Linked DNA regions of Rattus norvegicus: region 2 is linked to region 1. Evidence: chromatin contacts called from public Hi-C data. All regions are on one chromosome and are shown on one strand. Each heading gives the region's core, a stretch centred on a gene start, on an enhancer-like site or on the middle of the called end of the contact. The rest is flanking DNA. Distances are from core to core; before and after follow the strand shown.

Region 1 (6,606 bases), core at 852-3,351:
TGTATGTATGTATGTATGTGTATATGTGTGGTATGTTTGTATCTGTGTATATATGTATGGGTATGCGTGTGTATGTGTGTGTATATATGGGTCTCTGTGTGTCTATGTGTATGCTATATATGTGTGTGTATGTATGTGTGTGTATGTGTGTGTCTGTGTGTATATGTGTGTGCTGTCTGTGTATATGTGTATGTATGTGTGTATATGTGTGTATATGTATGTATGTGTGTGTTTCTGTGTATCTGTGTATATATGCGTGTCTGTGTGTTGTTTGTGCTGTTTTGCGCTGGTGACATGCTATGACTTGGTACATTCACTGTGTAGTTCCTTCCCCTTTTTGTCCTGGGAGCGGCTCTTGGCTTTTGGAGCTCTGTTTCTGACTCTTACTCAATGTAAACAAAACCAGTGTATTGTAAAAATCCCGGTGAGTGGGCTGAGGGTGGGACCCCGTTGGTGCTTATGTATCAGACAGCTGGCCCCAGACCCTGTCTCCAGCACTACATAACTGAACACATAACTGACTATTAACTGAACACGGTAGCATCTACCTGTAGCCTCAGCATGGGCTGATACAGAAAGGAGGATTGGACACCCAGGTCTTCTCCATTCATAGGGATTTTTAGGCCAGCCTGACCTACATGAGCTACTGTCTCAAAAAGGAAGGAGGAGCAAAATCATAATGAAAATTATAACTTATTTACATTTAAATTAGTGGGCATGTCGGTAACGCTTTAATTAAATTACAGCTGCTAGTTCCATTTTGTAGAACTACAAGCAAGGGGCAGTTTCTACAGTTGGTGTAACTACCTTTTTACTTATTGTTAAGATATATGTTTTATGTGTATGAGTGTTTACCTGCAGGTATGTATATGTATGTACTACCTGTGTGCATGCCTGATGTCCTTGGAGGCCAGAAGAGGGACTCAGGTCCCCTAGAACTGGAGTTAGGATGGTTGTGAGCTAAACCAAAGATCAGCAAGCGTTCTTAACTGCTAAGCCATCTTTTGATGGGTATTTTCAAAAACCCACTTTTAAAATTATTAATATTTTTTTAATAGGTCATTTTTGATTTGTCTCCAAAAGTGGCAACAGTTCTGGGTCTTGTCTACTTGTGAATGACCCAGAAGCTGAAGCTGGGAACTTTGCTTCCCCCCACTACACATCCCCCACTCCTCCCCCACACCCCCCCACATTCCCCCATCCACCCCGGCGCCTTCCCCAAGCTCCTCCCTGCTCCTCCCCCACGGTTCCCCCCACGCTCCCCCATTCCCTCCCACGCTCCCCCATGCTCTCCACACGCTCCCCCCACGCTTTCCCCCCACGCTCTCCTATTCCCCCACACTCCCCCATGCTCCCCCATTCTTTCCCCAAGCTCCCTCCTGCTCCTCCCCCACGCTTCCCCCCTACGCTCCCCCATTCCCCCCCCAACGCCTCCCCCACGCCTCCTCCCCCACGCCCTCTCCATGTCCCCCCCCCCCCCATTTCAGTGTTAAGCTATTCAGGAATCTTTCCCCCACCTCTGTTTGTTCTGTGGTGTGCTCTTTGTTGGAGGGGGACGTGCTGCCCATTTAGCCTAGGGATTGAGATTCAGGGGTGAGCCTTTAGAGGATGTGTTGCCAGGAGACAGACCAGCGAGCATCAGCAGAGGAGAGCTTAGCTGATGAGTTTCTTTTCTTGACTGACAGCGCACGTGAATTTTTAGGTCTCCCGTGCTGGTGCTTAAATGTAATTGCCTGATTGTTTCATACCAAATCCCAGCTCCCGCTATGCGAATACAGAGCAACAGCACTCATTGTCTGTGTTCTAGCAGTGTGCGTGCTGTTCCGGGTCTTAGGCAGGCAGTGGAAGAGAGAGTGGGGCCGGGCCCTTCACTGTCCACGGATACGAGGCAGTCAGCCATTGTTCTTCTCAGGGGCAAGGTGGGCTTGAGCTTGGTGTTGCTGGGTGCCCACACCTAATTGTCTTGCCTCCTACCCTGATCTCTCACCTAACTGTTCTTGTCCTGCGTGGTGGTGTCTTTGTGCCCAGTGTAGAGAGGGAATGCTGGGTCACCGTCAAAGGGCGGCAGAGTGTGGCAGATTTAGAAAGGTGATCACAGAGTTGGTCCTAGCGGTGGTAAGTTGTGCATCCAGGACTGGAAGTCTAAACTCTCTACTCCCGCAAGTACACCGTGTGCCTGCTTTGCCCGGGACAGCCTTAAAAGAGACAAGTTCAGACTGGGGTGCCCAAAGTGGACGGACGTAGCTGTCGGCTGAGCCTTTGAGGTTGGGAACCTGCGTGTGAATGCTTGCCAGGCCAATCAGGGTGTTTTCAGAGCACCCTGAGTGTGGCTTATATTTCCCCACCCTGGGACACGGTACAGTGGTAGAGGTAGAAAGAACCTGTTTTTTTAGGGTGAGCAGGGCCATTTCATACGGAGGAAGCTCAGGTCTACAGTGTATGGTTTTAATTTCTAAACTCTTGGGGTTACAGTAAGGGGCAGGCCAGTGAATTCTGTTTTTTTTTTTTTTTTTTAACGTTTTATTTACTTATTTTGGTTGTGTTTTTACTGTTGGTGCTGCTTGTTGAGACGGGGTTTCGAATAGACCAGAGTGGCCTTGAACTTCCTAAGTAGCTGAGGATGATCTCCAACATCCTCTCCTGAGCGCTCAAGTGCTGGGTTCTCAGGTATGCCCTGCCACATCCGGTTTATGTGATATTCATGATGGGCCCTAGGGCCTTTGCATGCTGGCTGAGCACTCTGCCATCGACACCAGTCCCCAGCTCCTCCTGAGTGTTACTGTATTACACGTTGGGTATAACTAAACATGTGCGGCTGCTGAGACACTTTTTATGTTGAAACCTACTCTGCCCATATGGTTTAGTGAGTGAATATATACATACATACATACATACATACATACATACATGCATGCTGCTGACCTCAAGACAATAGCAGATCACCCCCAAAATAATGGTAAACTCTCTTATTACAAGCCTAGGGTCTTGGTTGTGCATGTGGTGTGTGTGTACGCGCGCGCGAGTGTGTGTGTGTGTACCTGTGTGTGCCTGTGTGTGTGTGTGCGCGTGTGCCTGTGTGTGTGCCTGTGCCTGTGTATGTGTGCCTGTGTGTGTGCCTGTGTGTGTGCCTGTGCCTGTGTGTGTGTGTGTGTGTGTGCGCGCGCGCGCGAGTATGCCTCTGTGTGTGTGTGTGTGTGTGTGTGTGTGTGTGTGTTTTCCTGGGGATTGAACTCAAGATCATGTGCTTAATAGGTAAGTGTTCTAACAACAAGCCACCCTACACCCCCTCGTCTCTCTGATTTCAAACAAGTCATAAAAAGAGAATTTAGACAACTAGTTTGAGTGTTTGATCTCTAGCAGTTCAACTGGCGAGTACTCTCTCTTTAGTGCACCCCTGCAGTGGAGTCAGACAGTTTCAGCTGGCCCGTGTGTGTATGGTGCATACGCCACCTCCGAGGTACACAGATCTTTCTGGGACTGTGTGGACTCTGAGCAGCAGAGTCATTTGCAGTTCTGTGCCTACCGACCTTCGCCTGTGTGCGCCTTCTGTGCACAGCTGTGTAAGATGGCGGGGACTCCCCCAGGGTGATTTTGGATCGAGATTTCTGCATATGTGCACGAAAGCCTTCCTTTCTTCTTTCTGGCCGGGGCTGTAAAGAGATCGTATTAGTGTAGCCTTTGCCTCCTCAGGTGAGGATGAGTGACTTGTGGTTGAAATTTACTTTAGCAGGTTGTATCAAACTGTTAAAAGATATTGAAAATGTTTAACACGAGAGTCAGAGGCAATAAATCACAAATGGCTGTTGAAACAGATGTCCAAGGCACATGGTGGACAGAGCTGGTATCTGGGCAGAGGCTTTGCATTCCTCCCCAGTCAGGCCCTTCATCCTCACCTCATAACTCTGCAGTCATAGAAGGCTGGGAGAGCGGGTGGTGAAGGAGGGATTTAGCACCCCGGCCCCCTTTGGGGGAGGGTTTAAAAAGCCTGTTCTTTCAGTAATTTTGTGGGCCATTTGGTTTTTCATGGGGATTAAAAAATCATATTTGAAGGATGTAGGCACCTAATATTCAAGTCCCATAACATTAGCAGATGCCTGTGACTTGTGTCTACAAAATGGTTTTTTATTCTATTCCTCCTCTCTTTCGTGGGGTTGGGGAGAGGGCCTCTGTTTTCTAATTTTTAAAAATCTTACCTGTTGAAATTGTGTGGACTTAGAATGAAGGTGCAGCCCCACCTCTGTCACTGGGGTCAGCCATCAGCACTGTCTATCAAAGACATTTGCGTTTGACCCTGATCTGTCTGTGGATATTCTTCTACAGATTCCCCACCCCCCAACCCCATGTTTGTGTGTGTGTGTGTGTGTGTGTGTGTGTGTATTTGTGTGTGTTTGTATGCATGTGTGTATATGTGTGTATGTGTGTGTATGTGTGTGTTTGTGTGTATGTGTGTGTATGCATGTGTATGTGTGTGTATGCATGTGTGTGTTTGTATGCATGTGTGTGTTTGTGTGCGTGTGTGTGTTTGTATGCATGTGTGTGCATGTGAGTGTGCATATGTGTGTGTATGTGTGTTTTTGTATGCATATTTGTGTGTTTGTGTGCATGTGTGTGTATATATGTGTGTGTTTGTATGCATGCGTGTGTGTGTGTTTGTATGCATGCATGTGTATATGTGTGTGTTTGTATGCGTGCGTGTGTGTGTGTGTGTGTGTGTGTGTGTGTGTGTATGTGTGTGTGTGTCCTTTATATACATGTGGAGACCAGGTGGTGTCAAATACTTTTCATTATTCCTTGCCTTATGCTTTTGAAGCAGGTTGGCTATTAAGACCACTGATCACCCTGACTCAGTGCTGTGGTTACCAGTGTGCACTGCTGAACCCCATTTTATGTGGGTTTCAGGGATTTGAACTTGGCTTCTGTTGCTTGTGTACCAAACATTTCACCACTGAGACATCTCCCTCGTTCCCCGCCTTGTTTTTTGACTGCCATCTAGCTTTGAGGGAGAGCTTATGAACTCTTGATCTATTTTATACCAGCTCTTCAGTGACTGCCACACGAATGAACACATTGAAGTTTTTCCTATTGATGCATAAACAAACCCTCTAGTAAGTGTCTGGTGCCTGGGGCTTGTGCACCCTGTGTTTAAGGTGCAGGTGAGTGTGCACTTCAATGCCCTTCAGCTTCTCCATAGGTCACCATTCAGTCAGAGTCCTGTGTGACTTCATGCTGTTTCCCAGGGTAGCTGAGGAAGTTCAGAGACTGTAGAGTATGACTGTAGCACAGTAAGTGTACTCAGAAGGCTGACTGCTCTACCTGGCTGGGCTGGCCAGCATGGGTACCAGTGCTTCTCAGGATATATTAAGACAAGAGTAGGAACCTCATACCTGTATCTACTCAGGTCCCTCACATACTCCTAGGGTTAGTGACTTCACCTCAGGCAGAGCTTGTGTACAGTCTGTTAGTTTGCAGAGCTATCAGAGCAAACCTTCAGGAACTGGGTAGCTTCAGCAATAGAAGCCTACGTCCTGTAGTGTGTAGCGTTTGCTACCCTGCGGACCACGCTACCAGTTCTTCCCAGGTTCCCTTGGATCCGCAGATGAAATGCGAGCGTGCGCACACACATGCACACACACATACACACACACACTTATTTTCAACTTCCCTTATTAGCTAATTGAGAGACACTTCTATTCTCTATTGTGCCCTTCCCAATAATATTCTTAGCTCAGCACTTAATCTTCCCTCAGCTTCAGTTGCTCAGTTACCTTTAGTCCCAGCTCAACACCCTAAATCTGCCCTCAGCTTAGTTACCTGGAGAAGTGGCCAGTGGCCACTCTGCCTGAGATCTCACATGGCTGGTGACCTTTTCTCCCTCCAAAGCATGGCAAAAGTCTCCCTTCCTCCCCTGCATCTCTTAGCCTGTCTCCAGGGACCTGGAAGTCCTGCCTCTTTCTTTCAGCCCGGCAATTGGCTCCTGGCATCTTTATTGATTGATCACAAACCAATTGGGGAACAGGACCTTAGCTCCACAACCACCCTCTACAACATTCTTTTGGTTTTGATGGCTGGCAGTCCAAGATCAAGGTAATACAAACCCAGTGTCGTCTTTAGGGTTTGTATTGCTGTAAGGGAACAGCATGGCCAAAAACACAGTTCAGGAAAAAAAGTTTATTCACCTTATACTTCCACATCGCTGTCCATCACCAAAGGAAGTCAGGACAGAAACCCAAGCAGGGCAGGAAACTGGAGGCAGGAGCTGATGCAGAAGCCATGGAGGGTGATGCTTACTGGCTTCCTTCCCCTGGCTTGCTCAGCCTGCTTTCTTTTACAACCTAAGACCACCAGCCCAGGAGTGGCATCACCCACAAAGGACTGGGCCCTCCCCCATTGACCATTAATTGAGAAAACACCTTACAAATGGATGTCATGGAGGCATGACTCCTTCCTCTCTGATGATTCTAGCTTGTGACACAAAACTAGCCAGCACACCCAGCATGTACAAAAGGCCCCAGGAAGGATACCACACCTCCTTATGTTCACAGGTAGCCCAGGTATTCATGGCTTGCAAATGTTTCTGTCTTCATCATAACTGCAGTGCATTAATTT
Region 2 (6,848 bases), core at 2,659-5,158, 1.3 Mb after region 1:
GAACTAAAGTAAGAATTTTCTGTGGGGAATGTGTAAAGATGTGAGCTTGTAACATTATTGCATGCTACCTTTGTTTTCTTACTTTGGTATGATGCTACTCTTATTTTTCAGGAGGCACCACTGTCCTGGCCACAGAGAAGCCAACCATTATAGACAGCACCATCCAATCAGGTATGAAAACCTAAAGTGTCTATATTCCATACACCCCTTCCAATCCCACTCCCAAAATAGCATCACACTGAGGTTTCTGGCTTCCATTGCTCTAAAGGCCTAGGAGAACAGCAAGGCTATAAAAGCCACATGCTTTTGGTCCCCGGTAAGCCCCAGTGAACAAGGTTCCCTTCCTCATCAGTCACTGCTGAATGACAAGTCCCAGCTACCCCCCTCCCCCAGGGAATTGAGAGACATACTTTGTTTAATTGCAGCACAGCTCTGATGTGGCCTGTGTTTGCAAACTAGAAGAAGGAAATCTCACAAGCCACAGCCTAACTATTTATTTTCATCACCATTCTGCAGAATCAAGAAGCGCAAAGTTTGTCTGTTGTGCCTGCCACAGAGTTGGCAGTTTTACAACAGCACTTACAGAGGGTGTGCCACAAGACTGGCTCAGGAAACCAAGGTTTACACTGTGCCTGGGCAGAGAAACACCCTGGGAGCATCCCCCTTATCCTCTCGCTCAGAGGAAAACCCAAGGACTCTGTACGCCCAGTGGTGCGGGTTATCAAAGGCTGCCCTCCTTTGTTTTCTGTTCGTATTCTGTGACATTCTTCCCTACAGACTCACATGAAGGGAAGCAGTTGTATAAGCAACCAGAGGGATTTTTTTTAAATACTTTGGAGTTAATCATTAGTGGAAGGTGAGAGGGTCAGCTTCCCAGATACTTTCATTTCCTTTATTGAAGTTCACTCAGCCTTGGCCTCTGCAGTCATTTATTAATGGACCGTGTGGTGTGTGTGTGTCAGTGTTTCCTCCACACTGACTGCCTCACAGAGGACTAGAAAGGACTTCCCTAATTAGCATGCTTCCTTAAAGGCCACCGTCACCATTGACCCGATTAAACTGCAAAGCAAACTTCTGCAGAACTTTCTCCCAGTTTTCAGGAGTTCAGCTGACAAAATGCTTGTTCCCACATAGCCCCAAACCCCTCAGTCACCTCAATCCACCAAGTGCTGTGTTCCTGCTCAGACCTGTTGTAATTTGACTTTGGGGCTCTAGCCTAAGATGTTGCTAGGCTCTGAACCCAGGCCCTAGCAGCCACAATAAGCTAGGTTTGGCCACCTATCCTCAACAGGTCATTCAAACAAACAAGTAATAGTGACAAGCAGAGAAAGACGATTTATTCACATTGGGAAGAGGTCCAGTGACCTGACCCTCAACTCCATCTCAGAGATTCAGACGTGGGTTGTGTGTTTAAATGGAGGGCAAGAGGCATGCCGTCAGCCTGTGTGAAGTCTTCCCAGAGACCAAGTTCTCCCTCTGGCTGGCCCAGCCTGCAGCCTTCCTCCTCCCAGAATGAGATTCACAAGGAAATTCCAATGTTGCTTTAATAGTCTGATGACAAAGGAAAAGGCACAGTGTCTGTTCGCAAATATTTTACTCTTACCTGTCTGTTACCAGGATGAAAGCCCTGGTCTACATGTCCCAAGTAGGGTTTCTCTGTAGGGTTGAGGCTGTGGAACTATGGCTCTCAATACACTGTCTTTGGCCCTCTATCAGGAAGAGGACGAGTGAATATATGAGGTTGTGATGGCGCCCTATGCACTTTAGCTGCTCATCTAGTTTCCTCTCTTGCTAGAAAGGATTAGAAGCACCCTGAAATAGTGAGCTCACCTGCTTCATCCACCTCTCTTCTCCCCTATTAAACGAGATAGCGCTCTTCAAAAAGAGTGTAAATGAAGGCATTGGCGACCACACCGGTAGAGGTTTCGATAACACGTTTGACAGGACCTCTAGGTCACGCTTGTGAAGGTCTTATAAACAAGGGGCTGTCAGCCCAATCTCAGGGTCTGCCGAAGTCAGAGGGCAGGTGTACACAGAGCATGAATCAGTAAGATTTGTTGCTACCACCATCTAGACAAGACTGGTTCAAACAGCCTGCCTGGTCATAGAGATAGACAATGTCTATATGGTTTCCTGTTTATTCCATTGTCTGAGTTATAAATCTGGTCCTCACCTCCTCACTGGAGGGTCATGCACTGTGTGACCTTTAAAAGCTATATGTTCGCTGTAACCTTCTGGTTAGGTCACTGCATGGGCCTCACAGGGAGGTAATGTGCTTCCAGACAGGTCTAGCTCAAGGTGAGGCCTCCCACACTTCACAGGTGGCCACAGACAGACCCTACTCCTTCATCAAGATTCTGTTTTCATGAGCAGTTGCAAACGAAGCAGAATCTTAAGATTCTGTTTTAAGGGCCGAGTGGGTATCTCAGTGAGTATATGTAAGCACTTACCCCTGCTGTGCAAGCTTGGGGACCTGAGTTCAATCATCAGAATCCACACAGAAACAGGGTGTGTGGAGTATGCATGGAGGTGGAGACAGGCAGATCCCAGTGGCTCACTGACTAGCAGGCCTAGCCTACCCGGCAAGTTCCAGGCCCCAGTGAGAGCCGATTACAAAACAGGATGGTGCCTGAAGAACAACATCTGAAATTTACCTCTGACATACATATAGACACATACCCATGCATGAACATGTCCACACACACACACACACACACACACACACACACACACACAGAGACAGAGACAGACAGAGAGAGATTCATCTTGAAGATTCTGATCAATATAATACACTCAGCACAGATACAATATCCATATACTACCTAGGTTGTCATTAGAGACATAAAAGGCTATTCATGCTTGGATAGACTTCCCTGTTTAATGCATTTCTCGTTGCAAAGGACTTTCACCCTCTGAGGGTCTTTCCACATCCCCACAGCAGCTCACAGTATTTTGGTGACTTATGATTGTGTGGGCTTCCGTACCACTTGCTTGGACTTTAAGACCAGCTGATAACCAAGCAGTGATCATGCTAGATAGGAACCTTGACTAGAAAATTAAATCTTTGCTTACATCCTGTGCTTAATGACCCAACTGCAGGCAAGATCCTTTCAGTAGTGCAGCTGGCATTTGCTCACAGAAGCCATAAATTTGTTTTAAGCTCAGAATATTGTTTCCTGCTATTTTTAAGAAGGGATTTAGTCCAATTATTACTATTGAATTTAATGAGAACTGTGCACAACTCCAGGGCCTGGGTAATAATTTAAAAGCTTAGCCATCAGGGTCCCTGCATCTTCATATCTCTTCTCTTCTTTCTCCATTTTCTTCTTCGTGATCCATATGAAGTTTTTTTGGTTTTTGTTTTTGACTGTTTGTTTTTCCCTCTACAAATGTCTGCTGATACAATTGTCATCACTGAGCTCCACAACCTAGATCCCAGCCCCTCTGATTTCTTTTTCTTCTTTAATAAATAAGATAGCTGTAAGTTATTAAAACAAGACAAGTAGACAAGGAGGGTTCAATACCATGTAAGGTGGATTCCTCAGTTAAATTTTAGGGCTGGCCAGGTCACTGGAAGATAAAGCTGAACCACTATTTACTGAGAAGAAGGAAAATGTAAGGAACGTCTTTCTCCACATCTTGGCCTTTTCTAAAATGCCAAATTCATATGCTTTACGATGTCATCAGAATGTTAGCCAACATAGTGCACAGTGTGGTTTTCTGGACCAGAGAGCAAATTCTATGTGTTAGCAAAGTAGATGAAACCACTTGTGAAGCTTTTCTGCCCTCTTGCATATCTTACAAAGCAGACTAAAGAAAAAACAAAAAGTCAAAACCTCACACTTTCACATCAACATTTCCTACCACGAGGTTACACAACAGTACATTCCAGGACAAGGATGTTGACCGTGCCTCTGTGGAAGTCAGCTTTGCTGCCCAAGGGCGGTAACTTCAAGAGAGATTTTTGAGCCTTATGAAGTTCCACTTCGTGCTTCAATATCTTACACATGAAAACTCCCTCTCCGTTGACACTCTGGCTGCCCTTTTGCACTAGCTGACTAGGTGCAAATGCTCACATCGTGTGACCAACTTCTCGTTTGGAACCAACTCTGCCCACCCTTTGAGAGGTCACATTACCTCCTGATTATAAGGACTTACATCCCTCCCACTTTCTTCTGATTATTCATATAGTGAGTTCCTTCCAAAATCTGATACCAGAACTTGAAAAGAATTCCTTGGAAACCAAAATGTGCAAAGTAAAGCATCCTTATCCATTTAATAAATCTTCCTATTAAAACCCCTCACGCCATTGTTCAGTGAGGAGGGTAAGGGGCACTGGAAAGAACTGGAAGAGCGATTGAAGGACTTTGTATTAAACACTTGGGCAAGTTAAAGAAATGCTCAAAGACGTGGTCTCTGCCTGACCCTAAGACAGCCCATAATAGCAGGCTTTCCTTTATTTTTGCAAGTCTTTCCAGACTCCAGTTGGACAGACACCCATGATGTGGCTCTATTCAACTCAATACTGCCATCTTGTGGATGACTAATTTCAGGCTTGCTCTGCCTGGGGACTGGACAAAGATCTCATCTTTAGGATTTTTAGCCTCTGCTGACTCCTTCCCAAACAAAACCCTATCATCGATTTTTTTTTTAATACTTCTAAACTCAAGACCCTTTCAAAGAACTGAGTTGAGTAAATGAAAGGTTTTGGGGTTAAGGATCAGTAAGGTCAAATGCCTTCCTGCAAACCCATTTATGCTTTCAACCTCCAAAGGAAACATTTGGAAGATTTTAAAAAGCATTTCTGAAGAGTCAATGTTTAAATGAATTTGGGCTTTATGTGACCTCACATTGAGGTTTTAAGTGGGGTGAACAATTTATATGCAGAAATTCACCATAAAATAAATAAATAAAAATGAACAGGCTTATTCTGAAATGAATTGACCTGATGGAAAGCACAGAAGAAAGAAAATAATCTCAGCAAAACGGTCCAGTCATTCTTTCCTGACAAAAGGCGTGGGCCATCAGCTGGCGTGATGAGAAGTGAAACTCAGGGGCAGGCTTCCTGCCAACTCACATCCCAGCGTCAGACACTTGTGGCTAATCTCTAATAAGATTCCTATCATCGATGCTTATCAATTTTTATGGTTCGTCTTCAATAATAGTATTTTTTGTATCGACTATTGTGCAACTCGGGAAAGTACCACTGATGTGTTGTACACGAGTACCTTAGAAAGTAGTCTTCCTGGAAATCTTACATAAACCCAATTTGGTGGGCCACCCATAATCTTTTTAAAGATGGACAAGAAAAAGAATGATAAAGCTAAATGTGACTTTGCAAACATTTCGGCGTGTTCATGCAACTGTTAGTTTCTTGGTAATCCTGGATTTGGTGGATTTCCCATAGCTTTAGAACAAATATGGAATTTTTAAAAAAAAACGATGCCCTGATTATTAATGGCCTTCCTGATCCTGGTGGTTAATTCTTCCCTTATGTCTGTCTGCCCTTCCCCACTGAAGAGTTCCCGACATACGGTTTTAACTGCGAGTTTGGCTGGGGCTCTCACAAGACATTCTGCCACTGGGAACATGACAGCCACGCGCAGCTCAGGTGGAGGGTGCTGACCAGCAAGACGGGGCCCATTCAGGACCACACAGGTGAGAGCGCCGTCATGGCTCCGTGTTTGGTACATCTTTAGTGGGAAGGTTCCTGACACCTGTAACTTTACGGATGATGAGAAACACTAGAAGCATTCGCTCATGTTTTCTCTTTTCTAGAATTGTCAAGCATGCATTCCTTACTGGAAAGAGGCTAGGGGCAAGAAGAAGAATTCTGATTGCATTTGGCTATGGGTTGGCCTTCCTAAAGAGCAAGTGAGCAAGGATGGGGGAGCGACGTCAGGTCGACATTAGATATATTCAGTGAACTCAAACTCATTATAGTTTTTCCAAACCTTTACCAAGGACAACTTGAACCATTTTCAGTAGAAGGGAATAAAATAACTTAAAACCAGACATGATACGTGCTGGCAATCTAGGCACTCAGAAGGGGCAAACAGGAGGATCAGAAGTTCAAGTTTACCTTGGCTACACACTGCGTTCCAGACCAGCATGGGTTATGTGAGGCCCTGTCCCAGGAAAGGAATAACTGCATGGTGGGCACTCTGTAATGCTTCATCAGTGATGTCCCCATCCTAGACTCTGCACCAATGGATCACCAGGCACAGTACATCATCTTGGTGGTGCTTCTTCTCTGTTCCCCTGATGTAAAGGGAGAACGATGTGTTATAGGAGACCTATCTCAACCTAGCCTATTTTCCCAGCTCTCTACCCATACTTTCCTCCTACAAGGAACTACTGGGACAGGAATGAGTGCAGACAGCTAATTCAGTGTGTTCCTTACCACCCTGATCCTGGTTTCTTTACCCTGCATGGAGTTCTTACACAGACTCACTTGCTACACACACAAACACACATACACACACACATACCACTACCACCACACTCCTGAATTGTATTCAACAGAGGTCTGTCAAAAGGCCCATAAGTTGAGTATTTGGGATACTGAAGAATCCCTGGATTCTCACATGCCAGCCCAGGGGGTGACTGGCTTGTGGGCTTCCAGATGGGTAGGAGGTGTTCCACCCCTTAGCCATTCTGCTGTTCACTTTTGCACGGTGAATATAAGCACAGGGTATGCTGAAGAGGCCTCTCTCTGCCACGGCCACCTCCTTTCCTAATGAGAGTGACAAGGAAATTGGATAAAATTGGACTCCTTCAATTCCGAGACACTTTCCATTGAATCTTAAGACAAGCGGTTTTAGAAAACTTAAAATACTTTGACTGTA

What was found. A called contact is a pair of places that touch in the nucleus more often than the background predicts.
Region 2: a contact with region 1 is called in a Hi-C map of the Rat2 cell line, with 12 times the contacts expected there. The contact joins two enhancer-like sites. A contact is called at or near these places in 6 of 12 Hi-C or Micro-C datasets (the A7r5 cell line, the Rat2 cell line, Schwann cells and 3 more).

The regions. Positions count from the first base shown.
Region 1 is chr19:72,113,945-72,120,550 of GRCr8, forward strand. The region is part of intron 2 of Pard3 (par-3 family cell polarity regulator); the gene reads left to right. Among named protein-coding and RNA genes, the nearest start is that of Pard3, 140 kb to the left of the region's middle. Within about 2 kb of position 2,102, at least 6 of the 93 cell types and tissues checked have an H3K27ac peak or open chromatin away from gene starts, as enhancers often do.
Region 2 is chr19:73,393,588-73,400,435 of GRCr8, forward strand. Nrp1 (neuropilin 1) reads left to right here. Exons shown (of 18, transcript NM_145098.2): 13 at 112-171; 14 at 5,521-5,658. Among named protein-coding and RNA genes, the nearest start is that of Nrp1, 140 kb to the left of the region's middle. Within about 2 kb of position 3,909, at least 6 of the 93 cell types and tissues checked have an H3K27ac peak or open chromatin away from gene starts, as enhancers often do.